3 separate regions of the Zea mays genome follow, and regions 1 and 3 are each linked to region 2. The links are chromatin contacts, called in public Hi-C maps. All regions are on one chromosome and are shown on one strand. Each heading gives the region's core, a stretch centred on a gene start, on an enhancer-like site or on the middle of the called end of the contact. The rest is flanking DNA. Distances are from core to core; before and after follow the strand shown.

What was found. A called contact is a pair of places that touch in the nucleus more often than the background predicts.
Region 1: a Hi-C map of ear shows a contact between it and region 2, with 3 times the contacts expected there. The contact joins the promoter of LOC100276707 here to the promoter of LOC100194397 in region 2. A contact is called at or near these places in 3 of 25 Hi-C or Micro-C datasets (ear, leaf and tassel).
Region 3: a contact with region 2 is called in a Hi-C map of leaf, with 2.5 times the contacts expected there. The contact joins the promoter of LOC100283053 here to the promoter of LOC100194397 in region 2. A contact is called at or near these places in 3 of 25 Hi-C or Micro-C datasets (ear, endosperm and leaf).

The regions. Positions count from the first base shown.
Region 1 is chr8:142,487,006-142,489,731 of Zm-B73-REFERENCE-NAM-5.0, reverse strand. It overlaps LOC100276707, which reads right to left and starts at 1,251. Exons shown (of 2, transcript NM_001150431.1): 1 at 1,050-1,251. The coding sequence starts at 1,167.
Region 2 is chr8:142,324,449-142,327,219 of Zm-B73-REFERENCE-NAM-5.0, reverse strand. It overlaps LOC100194397 (RNA-binding protein), which reads left to right and starts at 1,310. Exons shown (of 6, transcript NM_001139427.1): 1 at 1,310-1,494; 2 at 1,595-1,669; 3 at 2,333-2,460. The coding sequence starts at 1,408.
Region 3 is chr8:142,564,662-142,567,361 of Zm-B73-REFERENCE-NAM-5.0, reverse strand. It overlaps LOC100283053 (1-aminocyclopropane-1-carboxylate oxidase 1), which reads right to left and starts at 1,275. Exons shown (of 3, transcript NM_001155955.2): 1 at 1,071-1,275; 2 at 707-951; 3 at 1-585. The coding sequence starts at 1,190.

The DNA.
Region 1 (2,726 bases), core at 2-2,501, 160 kb before region 2:
TGCAGAAGAGGGGATGGGATCACAACCCTATTTGTCCTCTTTGTCACATAGATCCGGAAACCCCGAGTCACCTGTGCAAAGATTGTAGTTACTCAAAAAGCATTTGGCGGACTTTGTTACATTGGACCAATCTCAACTCTTTAGCAAACCTAAACTATGATGGCCAGTTGCATACTTGGTGGAGAAGATGTAGACTCAGAATTGATAAGCCAAGACGAAGGTTATTTGACGGGCTAGTAGTCTATTTTTGGTGGAATATTTGGAAAGAAAGAAATAGGCGAATTTTTTAAAATTCCGGGAATGATCAACTTGTCGTCGCCCATCAAATCAAGGAGGATGTCTTACAATACAGTGCGGCTTTCTCTTTCTTTTGATCAGAGAGTTCTCTAGCGGTGGTTCTTTCTTCTTTTTTTTTCTCTTCTTTTCGCTCTCTTCTTTTTTCTTGAATTGGCTGTAGTTGGTACCTTGCTGGCCAGTAGTCCCTGTATTTGGTTTTTTCTCCTTCTATTAATATATTCGGCAATCCTCTTGCCGTCCTTTCGAAAAAAAATATCTTACGCGCTAAACATATCTATTTCCGTTTGACGTCGATGGCACAAGATAAATAAACCAATCTATTTCCGTTTTCTACCATCCACAAATTAACCACGACATGCCAGGCCATCCAATTCCAACCCCAGCATTTTTTAGATAACGGAACAAAGTTCCAGCCACCAACCCCAGCACTTATACAAGACAAATGAAATATCTTTGCAAGAAGCACCAGGACCAACCTGATGTGATCTAATCGCACAATCATTGGGTAAAACTACCACAAGCGCAAATCATTTGTGATTGTGACAACATCTAGCGTCTATGCACTTAGTGTCAGCTGCGCAATATTCGTGGTCCATAATCTACAAAGTGAAGCCGAGGAACATTAGGGATCTGGTCCAACAGCACCAAATCCCATCAAATGTAACTGCAGCAAGCGCAAGAACTGGCATAAGAGGTCGAAGACAGGGTGTAGAGGGGAGAAATCGGTCGAGGGGGACTTATTTTCCTCTCACCTCCGATGAAGACGTTCGTCGCGAGGAGGAAGGGGAAGATGCGGCGCATGAAGACCCCCTTCGCCGCCGAAGGCGCTTGCGGGGGCGCGGCGGTATCGGGCTTCGCGCCGGCGGCCATCGCGTCGGGATGGTACGGGAAGATCGAGGACGACCGCGCGGACGTTTGGGACGGCGGCGGCAAGACGACTGCGTCACTATCGCTACTCACTCCGTTTAGAAGCAAGGACAGTTCAACAGGTCCTGTTTGGGAGTTTTTTTAATCCTACTCGTGATAATACACAGTTTAAAATACGGTTTTTTAAGTGGTGTCCTTAGTTTTGCTGTTGTTCGTTTTTTTTTTGTCAGTTTTATCCTTCCAATGCTATAAATCAGAAGAACAAAGCTGAGCAAAAAATACTATAGTTGTAATACCTAAAATTCTAGATGAATAGAGATATTAAATATAGCTGATGTATGTGTTCTCTTATTTATTCACCATATAAATCCCCATGCTTAAGTGATCAACATAATTACCAAATAATAAACAAAACAAGTTTATGCATCTCAAGCTGGATTCTTGTTGTGTAGCATTTGATTTGAAAATTAGGGTTCACTTTATATTAGAATTTGAGATCAGATCTCTACTAGAATAAAAAGAAAACAAAAAAAACTTCACCGCCGGTCCAACCTTGCGGCACCCATGCTGGCCAGGGGCGGACCCACAGAGGGGTCCAGGTGGGCCGCGGCACACCCTAAGCCGGAGTCGGCCCACCAATACCCGCTTCAGCCTTCACACTAACGAGCCCGAGCACGACCAGCATTCTCATCTCTAGCCGCCGTCCGTCAGGACGTTGTGCCCAGACCTAGCGCCGCCAGGACGCCGCGCGCGCGCCTAGCCCCAGCGCTGACCAGCTGCTGCGCGCCCGCCCAATGCTGCCCTGCTGCAGCATGCCTGACAGCTATCATGGCGTGCGCCACTTGCTATGTTGATTCTTTTGAAGTCCAAGAGAGAAACATATCGTGTGCTTACCGAGCAGGTATAGTGTACCACGTTTGAGAGCACACGGACTGATATAAGGAAGCAAATTCACCTATTAGCTGCTATTAAAATTGTAGCTTATAATTCCTGTTGGAGCTGCTGCCTACTGGTTGGTATGCTAGATGGTGAAAAATGATTTTACTATGAAATTATGTATATATTATATAGAATTGTATTTTTTTTCGTACGGCACACCCTATATAAAAAACCTAGGTCCGCCACTGATGCTGGCGCGGCCCACACCGCCTCCATTTTTTGTTTTCTGTGTTCTTTTAAAGGGTGTTTGGTTTTTAGAGACTAATGTTTAGTTCCTTCATTTTATTCAATTTAGTCTATAAATTGTCAAATATAGAAACTAAAATAGTTTTAGTTTCTATATTTAGCAATCTTAGAACTAAAATAAAATAAAATATAGGAACTAAAAATTAGTCCCTAGAACTAAACACTCCCTTAATATAATTGTTGTGCACCTATGTCAGGGTGAGGTGAGGAGGACATCATCTCGGGCGCAGTCTCGCTCGTTGACAGGTGGGTCCTCGTGCGGTGGTTGCGGTGGTTGCGCCACCACGTAAACACGTGCATGTACTAGCGCTGACGGGTGGGTCTCTTATCAGCCGATCCCACGGTTTACAAAACCGTTTGAGATGTAAAAACCATCC
Region 2 (2,771 bases), core at 61-2,560:
ACTATGGTCTCGATGACAATGTCGTCCTGGACTGCTTGTGTCTGGGCTCAAAGACAAAGAAATCTTCGGACGAATGATTAGTGGTACTCATCTGGGTCCTGGGTACACTAAAACAGGCTTGTGCAGTAATTGGCTTTGACTGAAAGCCTTGGAAGCTGGTGAGGAGCATCTCCTTCAACTTTTGTCATGAAGTATGAACTTCGGCTCTACCACGAGATAAATCCTTGTGCCTTGTCTCTTTTACATTTTGAATTATATTACTTGCTTTCCATTAGATATACTTGGTTGTGCATATTTACGAGTGCAGATACTTAGTGGACTTGACACTAGACAATACCAAGTCCATACTTAAGTGTTGCTTGCAGGCACAACTGGTTTTGAGCATTCAACTTCGCGCGGCAGTGCCACCCACCAAGCGGTAGTGCCGGGCACGTTCCCGACAACATGTTTGAGTTTCACTTAAACATACATATTCCGCTGTGTCCCTACTATTTAGTGTACTTTACTCATTTCAGTTCATACCATTTAGGGTTTGGTATCATATACATAATTTGTTATCCTAGATTATTGTTACTATTTTTGTTAAAGTTTTAGAATGAGCATCATATTCAAAGAAACGAGTGCTTACCTATTATAGTTATTACTCACTATTGCTTACCTGTTATAGTTGTTACTTAGTAAGTTTCAAGTCAATATGACCAAGTTAGCATGTGCGCTAGTGCCCTGCAATTGTCTGGCAGTCCCGGGTGTCAAAGCGGCACTGCCGCTTGTAGTTCTGATCATTTTTGGAGCTCAGTTTTTATAGGTAGCCTATTCATCCCCTCTAGGCGAGATCAGATCCTTACAATAATATCGTTAATCTTCACAAATATCCTTGCAGACATACTAGATATTAACTCTGAGGCCAAAAACCTCCATGTGGCTACAAAGAGACTATTTTATGTGAATATCCTAAAGCATTCATTAGTAACACACTAGTATTCATCAATCACTAAAACAAATATTGTAGAGCCACTATAGGAGAGCCAGTGAAGCCTTCTAACACTAGGTCCACTTACTCCTCTTCTACATTTTGGCCCGAGGGAACAAATGTATCTTTTTTCTTTGAAATCGAGGGAACAACTATGAGGCCTAAACTTTGCATCAAATCTAGGACTAGGGAGTAGTAAGCCCAGGGAAAGGAGGAATGATTGGCCATATGGGCCTCCAAGTGAATGATAGGCTGTCAGTTTTGGCTTCCCCTCCGCCACTCTCGAGAGGGCCACACACAAAAACCCCAATGCGAGCGCCCCTGGCTTGTCGGCGTCGCCTCCTTCAGCCAAAACCCTAGCTTGCATACGCGCCCGAACAAAGCTTCGTCTGCGAGGGGCGTCCTCCTGCCGCCAGAAGCTTTCAGGAGCATCAGCGATGGTGTGGTTCCAATGCGAGGACTGTGGCGAGAACCTCAAGAAGCCCAAACTTGCCGGCCACTTCCGCTCCTGCTCCGCGTACAAGGTTGGCGCGGCGACCGACTCTCTTGACATGTCCCCGTTCCTTTCTGGATCGATCTTTGGCGCCGTGGTGGTTAATTGATGTTTTTGTTGCGCGGACGCAGCTGTCATGCATCGATTGCGGCGAGTTATTCAGCCACGACACCGTGCAGGGGCACACCCAGTGCATCTCCGAGGCCGTGAGTTCCTCCGCACCTCTCTCTGAGTTCCTTGCTCAATCCTCACTGTGGTGTGAAATTTACTGTTCGTCTCTGCAATTTCAATGAACCGATATGCATCTGACGTTTTTTTGTTGAAATGTTGAGCATGCGGCTTGCCTATGAACTGCTGCTGCTTTGGATTGTGGGTGTTTTTTTTTGTTTCTCCCCTGTTGCTACTTTAGTGTGGCTAGGCAATGTTGCTTCGCTACTGTTTGAAATGCATGCCTGTTCATTTTTGTTGATATTTCCTCTGTCTTGAAATATTTGGGATCCAAGTTTGCCCTAAGTTGACCATGTTTATAGAGAAGTGTATTGACATATATAATATCTCATAATATATCCAATGATGCTAATTTGATGTCGTAAATATTAATTTTCTTTTCTGTAAGTCTGTTCAAACTTAGCATCGTTTGACTTAGGATAAACTTGACACTCTTACGGTCATTTCTTGCAATTGTTGGTAAGCTATATCTAGAAGTTAGAATCTGCAGGTTGATTTGTTCCTTTTCATATTAGGATTGGTAGTTTCAGTAGAAGGTTTATAACCATGAAGGCTTATGTTAGAATATGTGGCTATTGTTATATGTGCAAATTATAGTATTCAATCCAGTGCTCATTTGTACTGTATTTGTTTTCATTCAGGAGAAGTACGGTCCTAAGGGACAGACCAAACCATCCAATGGTGCACAGGGTAAGGCAGATAAGCCAAAGCCAAATGCAGATGTCGATATCAATGTTGGGCTGTCGACACGGCCTCCTTGGTTCTGTAGGTGTGCCAGTTTGATCCCTTACCCTTAGTATATACACAATAATCTTTGCAGGTGGTTATGCAGTAATAGTGCCGATGCCATAGTTCTAAACCATATTTACTTATAACCAAGTAACCATAGCGGTATTGGTTGTGATCAATGTTTATTTATTTCTACGCTTCTCAAAATTTCCGTTGATATAAATCATGCTTGGGACTGTTTTGTTTTTTTGGGTTAATACTCACATGGAATGCCAGTACATATATATACATGACTAGACATGGTAATATAATTTATGAGGTTGCAGTTATCTTTGTAGTTGCGAATGTCTG
Region 3 (2,700 bases), core at 26-2,525, 240 kb before region 2:
CCGAGCAGCTTCTTGACGGCCTGGAACCTGGCGTCCTTGTCGCCGAACTTGGTGCCCTGGTAGTAGTCGAGGTAGTCCCCGAACCTGTAGGGACCGGGGTACGCCGCGGCGCCGGCGTCCTGATCCCTGCGGGGCGCCGGCGCGACCACGGCGTCGGTGCCAGGGTTGTAGAACGTGGCCACGGACAGGCGGCGGCCCTGGTCCCCGGCCGCGACGCGGTGCAGGACGCTCCGGTAGGCGCCGGCGCTGAGGACCTCGATCTGGTCCCCGATGTTGACGAAGAGCCTGCCCCCCTTGGTGGGGCCGACGGGGACCCAGTGGGCGCCGGCCCTGAGGAACTCGAGGCCGCCCACGACGTCGTCCTGGAGGAGCAGGATGATGCCGCCGGCGTCGGTGTGCGCGCGCAGGCCCCACACCAGCTCCGGGCGCGGGCAGGACGGGTACATGGCGAACTTGGTGCCCACGAACGGCGGCGCGAAGGTGGCGGCGACGTGGGCCCCGGGGAGGCCCAGGTTGAGGCTCATGCACTCGGCCAGACGCTCCGCGAGGGACACCATCTGCGCGACGTACGCGTCCAGCGTCTCTCTGCGTGTTACATGAAGATGAAGAATGATAGCGCGTACGAAGCATGCATGGTGTGTGGGTGTGCGGCAACAACTAATTGAGGTCGAATCGACGAAGGCAGCACAGCAGTATATATACGGACCGTGTCGGCGGCGTGATCTCTGGGAAGTCGGCGACGTTGGTCTTGGGGTGGTGCTGGATGAAGTAGGTGGACTCCCAGTCCACCTCGTCGGAGGGCTTCTCATCAGTGTCACCTCTGGTGGCGGCCTCGAGGTCCATGGCGAGGGCGGAGGCGTAGAACTTGGCCTCCAGGTGCTCCTCGTAGTGGCCGTAGACGAAGCGCTTGACCTCGTCCATCAGCGGCGCGTCCACGCCGTGGTTCTCCACCTGCGATGCGGATGCGAGCGGCGCCGGCGCATCATAATGACGTACGTACGCCCGCGCGCATGCATATGGAAAGAAGTTGTCAAATATTAATTGCAAGCATTCGTTGGTGCTCTGCTTACCCAGAAGAAGCCCCAGTCCTTGCAGGCGTCGTGGAGCTCCGCCAAGGTCCGCGACCTCTCCTCGCCGCCGCCGTTGAGGCCGCCGAGATCGATCACCGGAATCTCCATCGGGCCCGTCATTAATTAGACTGCTTTGTACTTAATTTGTGCCTCCCAAGTTCTGACACTCCACTACTTAATTTGTGTTGTTCGCTGCTGCATGAGAGGAAGGTATATGGGTAGCTGGCTATTTATACTGGAATTCGCACCAAAAACACACACCTTGCATTGCAGGTGAAATGGGTGAAGCTGGATGGAGCCCACATTCCATGTGGAATTCTGCAGCAGTTGGACCGGACTGGAGTGGAGTGAGTAGCAGCAGCAACGAAACTTCGTCCCGCGGTTTCGTGTTGCTTGGTTTGGAATGGCAGGTTTCCGTTTCCCGGCCCGGGTGGACAAGACAGCGCGCCGGCCGGACGCGGCGTAGGTAGCGTCAGTCCTGGTACTCTGATAAAGCGGGTGATTATTCAATTCTGCAGACTGAAGCATCGAATCTGCCGATGTGATCTAGCACAAAGGGCAGCACAGAGGGAGATCCAAATCCAATGGGCGGCCAGGCACGGTGTGGTGTGGATGCTGGCGTGTGGACCCAGTGCATGTGCGGCGACGAGCCGACGACGACGATGCCAAGCAGACGAAGACGACGGGGCTCTGAATCGGGTGCATGCTACGGCACGGGCGGCGGAGCCTGACGCGCCGCTGCTCCATCCTGCGGGGGTGTTGCGTTGCGCTGTTATGAATGCCGTTGCTTGGTAGTACGGAGTAGTGCCGTTGCTATGCCTGGATCGGCACGGAAAATCCCTCCTATCCTAGTATATAGGTACTAGGCAGTACCAGCAGAGATAGACGACGGACATGGAAAGCGATCGATTTGGGCCAACTGGACCGGTTGCTGTCTGGCACCTTCACTTGCACGCAGGTACGGTGTGGTTGTTTTGGTCGAGCCTACGCGCCCACGGGTTAGCGGAAAACAGCGACACAGCCACAACATCATAACTTTACCCATTTCGTGTCAAAATTTCTCATCTACACCGTAAAAAACCGCTATTATGTTTTTTTATGCAGAGGATTGGATGTCACTCGTGACAATATAACATTGAGGTGTTGTTTTTCTTTCTTTCAACATGAAGTACCGGAACGGTAACGCAACTTGCTAACGGTTTCCAGAGGAACTAAAACCACTATGTTTGTTCGGCTACGGACACCGGGACACATAAGACCTAGTTTGGGTACTCTAGTATTGACCTCAATCCACTTGTATTGAGGTGGATTGGGATGTAACTTAAACTAATTTACACCCCAATCCACATCAATACATGTGGATTGAGGTCAATACTAGAGTACCCAAACAAAGCCTAAGGGAACCAATTACGCTAGTAGGGGAGGGGAGGAAGTGTTCTACGAGATCGGGTCGATTTACGCTGCAACTGATTATGGACCCATCCATCCAAACATGAAATAGTGTGATGTTCTCGCGCGCTGGGTATGTGTACCGATATTCACAGTGGAGCAGTGACGGAGGACCGCGGGAGCTGCCCCCACCCCCCCTCGAAGCAATGAAGGCTCCTGGGTGTACTAGCGGTTGAGAGAT